Linked DNA regions of Anas platyrhynchos: region 1 is linked to region 2. A link is a contact called in public Hi-C data. All regions are on one chromosome and are shown on one strand. The core of a region is the stretch at or near the end of the contact, and the rest is flanking DNA. Distances in the headings are between cores, read along the strand shown. Region 1 holds the start of COMMD1 (copper metabolism domain containing 1). Region 2 overlaps EHBP1 (EH domain binding protein 1).

The links. A called contact is a pair of places that touch in the nucleus more often than the background predicts.
Region 1: a Hi-C map of subcutaneous adipose tissue shows a contact between it and region 2, with 3 times the contacts expected there. The contact joins the promoter of COMMD1 here to the enhancer-like site in region 2. A contact is called at or near these places in 2 of 8 Hi-C or Micro-C datasets (skeletal muscle and subcutaneous adipose tissue).

The regions. Positions count from the first base shown.
Region 1 is chr3:14,072,522-14,077,591 of IASCAAS_PekinDuck_T2T, forward strand. COMMD1 (copper metabolism domain containing 1) reads right to left here and starts at 3,360. Exons shown (of 3, transcript XM_005019110.5): 1 at 3,094-3,360. The coding sequence starts at 3,315.
Region 2 is chr3:13,824,632-13,830,153 of IASCAAS_PekinDuck_T2T, forward strand. EHBP1 (EH domain binding protein 1) reads right to left here. Exons shown (of 25, transcript XM_038176016.2): 5 at 3,488-3,541. Among named protein-coding and RNA genes, the nearest start is that of EHBP1, 48 kb to the right of the region's middle. Within about 2 kb of position 2,465, at least 3 of the 8 cell types and tissues checked have an H3K27ac peak or open chromatin away from gene starts, as enhancers often do. A contact at or near this core is called in subcutaneous adipose tissue, where this site is marked.

The DNA.
Region 1 (5,070 bases), core at 2,110-4,609, 250 kb after region 2:
TCTACACAATTTGAGAAGCTGACACGACACACACACTTAAATTCATAGAGACACTAAAAGTATTCCAGGCAATTCCCTGAAGAATGCAAGTACGGGTTTTGTGGTTCTCGGCTGGTGAAGATTTAGTTCAGCAACTTGTATTGCCAAGGCAACTTGACCCTCAAGTCTCCCCCTGCCACGTTGTTCAAACAACAGGAAACGTCTCACGCTGTATTTATTCTGTGTGATGGCTTCAGATGAGACAGTCTACGCCACAGGCAGAGATTTGTAAGCTAGCTCTGAGAGCTGAAAAGGAAGCATCACCAATAATACCTAGGACAACGGGCAGACAAAAGCTTAAGCCTTGGTACTTCCAAAGCATAACTTCTACCTCCCCACACTGACAGAAGCATGAGAGATACGGCCCTCTAAACAACCTAAAAGCCAAGGGATTTTTTCAGGATCTCTGTGGCTCAGCATCCTGAAGTATCCACAGGACTTTGGTGTTACTTCCTTTAAGTGCCCCACTAGATATAACGACACCAAAATCCATGCATACTCATCCTGAAGTTGTGCCTGAACAAAGCATTGCTGATTGCTTAGCTTAAAACTTCAACTTTGAAGTGCACCAATCTGTACAAAATTTGACTGTTTCCCAGGAATTTCACCCGTAAGGAGATGAGCAGAGTTCTGGGCATAAAGGCCAGCAGACACACACCTGGTAACAACAAGATGCTACCTTGAATTGGAAGGTGTGACCTCAAAGACCACAGGTGTTACCAGTTCTGGTTCTTAAAGCAGCACCTGGGGAACATGAAATCCTTCCCCCAGCAAATTGCCATGCTTCTGACCTGTATGCTGGTGTTACAACAATGAATAAACATCTCACAATTTTAATCATGTTTTCTAGGGCCTGGATTAACATTATGTAAAGAACAACTCTACCGTGCTTGAATAAGACCTGGCTTTGAAAGGGAAAATAAGAACACCCACAGACACAACCAGAAAGTCTTAAGTCCTGCAAGAATCAGAGTTTCAGATTCAGGTGGCAATATTCATTTCAGCATTTTCTGGGTATCAGCTGAATTGATCATTAAAGAAACTACGGACTCTACGTAAAAGCAGAAAATAAGTGCTAGTATCCTCATCGAATTCCAAACCTACCAACTATGTTTGCTAAAATTCTTTAGCTATTTCCTCTGGATGTGGCACTGGTTTTTCTTCTGGCCTCAAATACATCATTTTGGCTGAGCAGCTGTCACACTTCAGTCATGGCTAAGGAGCTACATGTTTCTGTAAAAACAGTGCATGCATAGAGTTTGGAGAATGTTCCTATAGCGCTAGCATTTATCTGAAGTTACTACATTATAGAACTGCATTGAAATGAGTAGAAAAAATACTACTTGTATTTGCTGGTTGTCTGTCACAGGTAGTCAAAAGCACCTCAAGAAAACACCAAACGATCTATGAAAAACAGGTGGGTCAAAAATAAGAAGAGTCACATCTGAAAATAGCCACCAGAACAGAGGACAGAGAATAACGCAGTAAAATCTGGCTTACGCAGACTTAGAGGAAACCAATTTCAAAAATAAACCATAAGAGTGAACCAGAAATTCTAATCTAGAGAATCTAGAGCAGAAGGTTGAAATATTAGCCAAATTACACAGTAAAAAAAAAAAAAAAAAAAAAAAAAAAAAAAAAAAAACACGCACAAAGTATCTATTTTTTTTAAAGAATATGGTAGAGCAGAAAGTTCAGTCCGTGGCTTTTTGTTTTGTCTCCCACTGGTCCTGTGGCTGCCGAGTAGGACTCGAAACATCCTGGCTTTGAGCCAAGGCATCAGGACATGACACTCATGAGGCATTAGTAATGCCAGTCACCATCACCCCCTAAGAGGGAACAGAGCACAGACAGTGGGTCTGAGGAACTCTGGTTTGCTGCCCACTGTACAAACTGACATTGATTTTGTTTTTCTTCAGTGAACTGATGAAAGAAATCACCTCACGCCCTACTCCCCTTCACTCGCTACTCCTGGCTATGCAGTCCAAGCTGCCTCCTTCATTCACTCTGACACTCAACCGATCTTTTCATGAGACAATTTACACTCAGGAGCTACAGTCTTTCTGTTTCTCTTCCTCCTCTTGAGTTATTCAACAACCCATCAGGAAACTGTCAGGTTACAGAGTGGTCTAGAAAGCACTGCAGTTGTCAGAAGGAAGCGGCAATAGATATGTGCAAAAAGGGGGCAAGAACACCCACCTTTTGAATCAAAGAATGGTTTGGGGTGGATTTTGGCAACAACACACTGCTAATTAGCATAGTGCATCTTGCAAGATACCGGGCAGATCTGACTGCTGTGGCTACCAAGGCAGATGTCTTCAGGTGTGAACAACAATAAAGAAATGACAAATCAAAGCGGTACGTTTCACGTACACGGCTCCTTACCTTACGGACAAACAAGGGGATGCTGCTGCTAACGGTGCTGTGAGCATGGTGTAATTATGAAAGATTAAGCTGGAGATGATGACTGCTGCCCTGTGGTCAGGAATTAGGGCAGCACCTGCTGTGCTAACACGCCTGTTAGTGCTAAGATACCACCCCCTGATACAGAGTTAGTGATGGAGAAACAACAGAAAGATGTTTTACAATCATTTATCTTTTGAGTAGAATACATGCTTTTGACCTTGTGAGAAATAAAAATATAGAGAGAAATAAAAATATAGAGACAAATAAAGCCAGTATCTTCTATTTTTTTTTGGACATCTTCCTGCCATACAAAATGATCCAAGGTAATTCCAAGTATTTCTTAGAGAGCTGTAAGTTAACATATAGGGTTGTTAAGGAGAGATGAATGATCTTTAGTAAAAGAAGGAGCATAAGGTAACAGTATGCACTGGTAGAGGACAAAGCAGATGCCGGAGCTTTATTTAAGATGCCAAGGAAGGTCTTAGAAAGAAAAGACCCACAACATAAGAAGTTGGCTGCTACCTAGTGGGATGCGGGCGTTACACACCCAAAACCAAACCCAATCTCCCGCTCCTCCTCACGGGAACCCCCCGACCAGCCCCGTGCCGAGCCGTGGGGACCCCCCCGGACCCCAGCCCCCGGGGGTACCTGCAGGAGGCCGCCCATCTTGGCTCGCAGGGCCGCGAACTCCTCGGGGGCCGCCTCGGGGTAGAGCTGCCCGCGGAGCAGCTCGGCCGTCAGCGCCGCGTTGCCGTGGTAGGCGGCCTGCGCGATGCCGCTGAGCAGGGCAGCCAGAGCTTTACAGCCCTCCGAGCCCGCTCCCAGTGCCTGGGACTGGTGGGACTGGTGTGACTGCGGCTGCTCGGCCATGTTGGAGGGGCGGCCCCAGCGCCTCGGCCCGCCCCGCTGCCGGCTCTCGGCTGGCGCCTGGCGGCCGGGGCTCGGGGTGGGAAGAGGCGGCTCTCGCCTTCCTGGCAGGATGAAAGGGAGCTCTGTGGGTGAGGAGGAGCTCGTGTTTTCGTCAGGGTGTCGTGGTTGGAGCCGGCACGGAGCCGTGCCCGAGGTAGCACTCACGCGGTGGAGGAGAAAGTGGTGGGTGCTGTTCCTCTTCACGGCTGGGTGAGGGATGGGGTGCTCCAGCCATCCCATAGGAAACAGCAAGCACCAACCAAATCCGTACCTCGAAACGCAGCAGCTCTAGAAGAACTTTATTTAACACAAATGTTGAGGCACACGCTGCCAGGCAATCATACATTTGACTTACCAACACAAGCAGTGACGCACACCAGCATGGATCCTTCACTGTCATCCCTTCGCTATTACACATTCACTGATGTAATTACAACATTCGCTATTATCACCACTATTTTTCCACGCCCTGACAATGCAATGTTTCAAAGTTATCCATGAATTAAAAAAAAAAAAAGCCATCCCCCAGAAGCCACAACCACAGAGGAATGACCCACTGCAGTGCAGTAAACCCCTGCGTTTTGAAATGTACTTGAATTAAAAAACTTCATTTTTTACTAAATATTCAAGTATTTTAAGGAAACTTCCATAGGATGTGCTTTGTATCCCTTTGTTGTAAGACACAAGGTAAACCACAAAACGTGGGGACAGTTCAGAAAGAGGTACTAATAAAAATCAAGTGTTTTCGCTGTGCACCACTCTATACAAGTTCTAATATAAAAAATATTAAAATGCTTTGTATGTACAGGCATATACAGTCACAAAAGAGCCTACATGCTCTCAAAGGAGATGCCTACAGCAACTGTTCTTCTGTTAATACAGTGGCATCATATACCACCTGATTTCAAATATTTAAGCCCTTCATTGTTGTACTTTTATGACATACAAGAAATATCATGTGTTGCTCTAAAATATAAATTATGATCGATACAGTCTGTTCTGCTCCATTCTTTATTCTGTATCTTTCTGAAAGCACGGAACTGGCAAAGAACACAGACCAGGTGCCTGGATCTGAGTGGGATTGCTGTATACCTCTTGAAGCTGGAGGCACAGGAAAAATCACCAGGATGTGCATCTATTATTTTCTTTCAGTTTTTCTGTTGATTTGGAGATCTGTTAACACGCTCACTTTCTCTAGTGGAGCTGGAAACACAGGAGATGCCGTTTGTTCCAATCACTAGAAATTAGTACTGTAGTAAGAGGAATGTATCTCCGTGCCTAATTTGGCTACAGACTCTTCAATGCACAGCTAACCATTCCTGGACTCAAAACACTCCTCTGGTGAGAATATTTGCTCCTATTTAAAAATAAAGTAAATATGAGCAGAGGAGAAGGGGCAGGGGGAAGTAATAGCCCTTCAATGGCCTGTCTGTATCACCATGGAAAATGAGATAATGTTTCCTCTCACTCTGGGTTAAATTTCTAGAGATTCTGCTCCTCGATGACATTCGTTCTCCCGCTGCAAGCTGAAATGTGTCATTAAGTCCTAATAAGCAATGCTGCTTTATTGACTTAGGTTGAGGTACAAATTTGCTTTAAAATTGCTTTTTCTTCTCAAATCTGTTCAGTTCGTTGCATGAAGATGGCAAAACAGCTGGAGAAAAGTGTCTACTTCTGACTTCAAAACCAGTATAAAATTATTCAAAATGCACATGG
Region 2 (5,522 bases), core at 1,215-3,714:
ATATCCGTAATGGGTAAGGCAAGAAATAGCAGCCCAAAACCGCATCAACAGATCCCCAGTGGTGAAGGCAATGAAGCACTGAAATGTGCTGCCTGGAGATGCTGCAGAGATCCCATCTTAAAAAGCTTTTAAGAAACAGTTTAGAGGAGTGTTTGTCTGGAATGATGCTGCAGGACAGACTGGGTAAAGCTGCCTCCAGCCCAGGCCTAGGCAAGTCTAGGAAAAAAGCTTCAAAACAAAAAATGGTGGGACATTTTTCTCCATTCATCTGCAAAACAGAAAACTGGAAAAGTTGTTTCATAGACCAAATCTTCACCCACTGAAAACTTCCTACGAGCTTTTCAATTCCATTCAAGAGTGTAGAAGGAATCAATCTCCAAGGTGTGAGTCCATTCTCAGTGCATGTGCTTACATCCTTTTCCTATACTCCTTGGAAAGAGAAGCTTTGGGCATGCTAGGAAGTAAAATGCCATTTTTTCCATGACTACCTTTATTTTAGACAAAGTTCTTGTACAGAGAGTCAAAAAACACTTCAACATATTAGGACCAACTTAAAGACAGAGTGGAAACAGCATATGCTCAAATTACCCTTCGGAGTAATGACAGAGAAAATCACTTACTAGATTTTTAAATGAAAGGCAAGTAGCCCCTGCTCGCTGAATGAACTCATGCCAATTTGTACGAGTTTGAAAGCCTATTACCTCGTCACAGGATGAAGGGGTCTTACTCAGCTATGAATTTCTCACTCTCCATCTTGCAACAACCAATATGAAGATCCGATACGATTATTCAGAAGAGTAACGAACCCAAGGTAACTTAACTATCTCAGGAAGAAAAGTCAGATAACCAAATAGAGTTTGGCTAAACAAAGATGCAATCTAAGACAAGAAAGTTCACAGTGAATATACAAAGAATGCAGCTGTTAAGGAGAGAAAAATATAGAAGAGACCTAGGGAAGAAGAATATTGACGTTTAGATATTAACAAACCATGCTATGAACAAAGTATTTATGGATTAGACGTGCAGTAGATGACAAAGGTTCACTTACTAAAACGCAAATACAGAGCAACCAATGTGTTAAAAAGTTTTAAAAAATATCAGAACATAAATGTATTTGCAAGACTAAAACAACAAAAATGAAAAACCACAAGTACCCTGCTTCATTTTCATTTACAGCACGATTTTCTTGCACAAACCACCACATCTCACTTCGGCTAAAACTTCACCTAAAAGTCCAGACTGATCCTGATCTGAATTTGACCGTGTCTGCAAACGGAGACCTCAAACTTCAGCCGTGTATCTGTTAGCTGACCCTTGCTCAGGCATGCTGAAGAAGCAATACAAAACGATTTTGGACACTAACTTTTAATAACAACAATAAAAACCTCAAAATAAATATTTTAGCAGAGTTCAAATTGCTTCACAACGGAAGAACATCCCTCAGTGTTTAGGCTTCAGCATCCTGCATTCTCAGTGGTGCTAACTAAAAAGGAAGGGAAGCCCTGCAGACTCTGGGGGCAGAGAACATGTTTGGACAAAAGGAAAGGCTCCCAAAGGGCTGTAAACATACCCTGCCCAAAGGTAACCCGTCCTTTTCCAATTCAGTGACAAATATTTTCCTTTAAAACCAGAAAAAACGTTACATTGAGCCTGAAATTAGTAAATCAGCAGTTTAGGGAGTGGGGAGATTAACCTCCAGTCCCTCAGTTCCCAAATGTTGAACCAGCAGGTGTTTTGTGCTCTGAAACGTCAGCCAGCCATTGAATCAGATGTCACTTGCTGAAACAGATGAATATATTTCCATCCACCACTAAGCGGAGCTGTTACTCTTGGAAAAAAGTTTCGTCAGCATTCCAAGTATATTTGGAGAGCAGATTTTGTTGGCAGTATCTACAGCTTTCTGTAGGTGGGGCAGGGGGACCAAAAGCAACCAGTTTTATTGTTGCTTAAGGTCTCAATTTCAGCAGTAAAGCTATTTAATAAGTTTAGTATTTCTGAGTGCTGTTTAGATTAACTGCTCTAATCCAACAATAAGCATCCAGCAGCAAATATTTGGCAGTTCTCACGGGATGAACTAATGGCATAACTGCGGTTGTAAAGAATAAGCCTGCACATAACAAAAGATTGTTTCGTAACTGATACCTGCTGGAGCCATTTCCATCTGCTTTGTCAGAGGCTGGGTGTTTTGGGGCACAGAAACCCTTAAAAAAACCTCCCACCGTGTGAGCGTTACTGCAGCTCAGTGAAGATTTGAGGCACAAAGTGAGAACGACACGCATCAGATGTCTCGCTGCCACCCCCAGACATCATCCAACAACATGTGAAAAAGCCATGTGCTTTTAAGGAACCTGAAGTCTACATGTGCATTATAAACTTCTGAAAAAAAAATAAAAAATACTCTGCAACGTCACAGGAAATCCAGCTATACCCAGAGGGGTTGACTGAGACATATACTGACATTGTTTTATCCAGAGCAGCTTGTACAGTGACAATTGGTGATGGAGACTTCCCTGATTAAAATAAACTAAGTGAGATAGAAAAGGAAACTCCAGGAAGCAGTAACTAAACTGTGTTTTGTGTTCCTAAGTCCCATAAACGAAAATAGAAACATGACATTTAAAAGCAAAGTATAAATTACACTTGGCTGTCAGCCCTTTTAAATGATCGGTCGCTGGCAATCAGAATAAACTTTAGCTTTCAAGGCCCAAATCACTTCTGATATCAAAAGGAAGAAAAAGCAGCTGGTTTTTTTAGGCAAAATAACTTTAACTGGCAAACTCCATTGCTTTTGCATACCTCAGTGCTGTGACATTACTGCAACTCAGTACACCAGGGTTTTTTTAAAGCTACATAAATAAAAACTAAACTGAGTTACTGAGAAACAGACCAAAATGAAACTACGTTCATGAGAGATAAACACGCTGTCTTAATGTCACACAGTCCTTTAAAATATCTTTCAAAAAGAGAAGAGGGAACTCCAGCTAAAGCAGTTTCCCCAGTTTTCAGCCTGGGCAGCCCCAGAGTGGAAGCTGCAGCCCAGCACGGAGGACAGAAAGGAAAAAAGGAGCTCCACGTAGCATTAAGCCCTGCCACTTGGTGCGCTGCAGAGTGAGATGTGCAGATGTCACAGCCCAGCTCAGACTTGCTCGCTCCCCAGCTCATAGAAAAATAATGTGTCATAACCCATAAACCCATGAGTCATAACCCAGCTCTAGCTTGTTTGCTCCACTGCTCACAGCAAAATAACGCCAAGACGACTGATGCTTACAGGGAGAGAATTTAAGCAGTGCATTACCCTACCCACTCACCTGTACTTAACCGGGACATAAGAATGAGTATTTTAATAAGCCTTCATTACTGTGGAACAAGCTTTTACCGTGTCTCAGCAGCCCAAATTTTACTCAAGCCCCTTCCAGCATTTGGACACCTTTCCATTATTAATCATCGTCTCACAGGTATAAAAAAAACACGTAACATTCCAGCTTACGTTCTCTATGACAAACGTCCATTCTTTGTCTTCAAACTCCTCAGCGTGGGGATCCTAGAAAAACAAAGCAGAGAACTTCGGTCTAAAAATAATCCAGGGTGCCACAGAGAGAAATTCAGCCAAGATTTTTTATACGCTCATAGAAATATTTTTACCCGCTGAAGATGATGGAGGGAAATATTTCAGCTAGGAGGTAGGCTTCAACGGATGTCAAGGAGATGACAAACAAGTTGGTGTAAAACTGCCAAAGATTTAATAAAGCCTCCTACGGATACACACACGAGGTTTCTTCTGATATATGCCCGTAATTCTCTTTGCTTTCATCCCAGGCAAAGAATAAACAAATCTCACTTGAATTCTTACATTCCACCTTCCAATAAGTCCAACACATCTACATCTCGCAGAGAACCGTGGAGGAAGGTGCTGCTCCTCTCTGGCGTGGGAAAGCGCCCACCTACAGCAAGCATCCAAACCATCGTCCCCACCACCTCGTGCCCAAAGCATGAGCAGAGATCCAGAGCCGTAGCTTCAGCTGAGCACCGCGTTTCACTGCAGATTACTTAGACACCTGTCCTTCCTTCACAATGTTTCTATTACATTACACTCAAGGAACAACAACTGTTTTCGCCAGCAGGAAGACAAATGATGAGTTTCACAGATTTGGCATTTATTTCCAATTTCATGAGCTCTCAGTGCAGTGGTGTAGTCTACATTGTGTTGTCTGAAATCAAGATCATGTCCGAAACTGTAAGTCATCCCCTTCAGGCCTTTATCAAGGATCTTACCTTAAGAAATAGGTATATATTTTAACATCATTAATTTATCATCCAGTCGTGCTTCTGAGCAGCTATAACCAAGTAATGTTCTCTTGCAAGGAAGGTAGCTTTAGCCTTTCTTCCTGACAGGAAGAGTCATTTTGCTATACCTCAATTTTATCCCATTATGTCTGCTTACAGGAAACCCCTCAACTACTCACTCACCTCTGCCACCTGCATGCTTTAAATAATTGCACATAAATGTCACTCCCCCATAACTCCTTCATCACACTCACTGAGATCCCTCAGTACCCCCAGAGTTTTCTTGTTTCTGTCTGAAGTCTGTTGATGACACCACACTAATTCTGCCTTGCTGCTGTAAGGTAACACAATGGATCGAGAGATTTTGCTTCTGCTTTGTGTATCTGCAGTGGTGCCCAGGTCTCACGTTCAATCATTACAGCCTTATCTGGGTCTTTGCTTTAACTAGCCAGCCACACTCAGTTTTGTCTTCAAATTTGACATGCAGTTGTTAACAGGGACTGTAACCCAGTACGAGAAACAACTCTCTTTAACTAGCTCTTAAACACACAAAAAAATGTAGAAAGCAGGAAGTTTACAGCATAAACAACCCCAGAAAAGAACATCTTCTCTCTCCAGCACTCAAAAGAGTTGGAAAAGAGTGTTCTTAAACAGGCCTCCTCCTCAATGCCTTGGGCACCAGCATTAGCTGTGTATTTAACAGCCACATCCACAGGTGCCACATGCAAAATGCATCTTTAAACATGCTACTTCAGCAATGGCAGGCAGTTTCCATATAGAAATCAATGACAAAATCTGATACCTGATTTCTTTTGCTGTATGAATCAATCCCTATAGATTTTTAAAAATCAGAGGACTTTGAATACCTCAGATGAGTGTAAAAACATATTGTGCCATTAGCCTTAGAGACAGAAGGGCAGCTAGATGCAGACAGAAAGATCCCTAGGTATCTCCATGTCCCAATTAACATACTTGTAAATATCAGATTATGTAATCATGCATCCATCACGTTAATCAGCTTTGTGCAGTTCTGCATTATGTAAATAACGAGCACGCTACCTGCTGCTTTGCTGTATCTCGCATCAATTCCAGCGATATCATTTGCTCTAATCCAGCTATTAAATACTTACCATTTTCACAAGTTAACCCGGGGCAACTACCTTTTTGTTTAATTGCTTCCTCTGATACAGCATAAAACGACATAATGAGATTTAATAGGATCATTAATCACTTCAGGT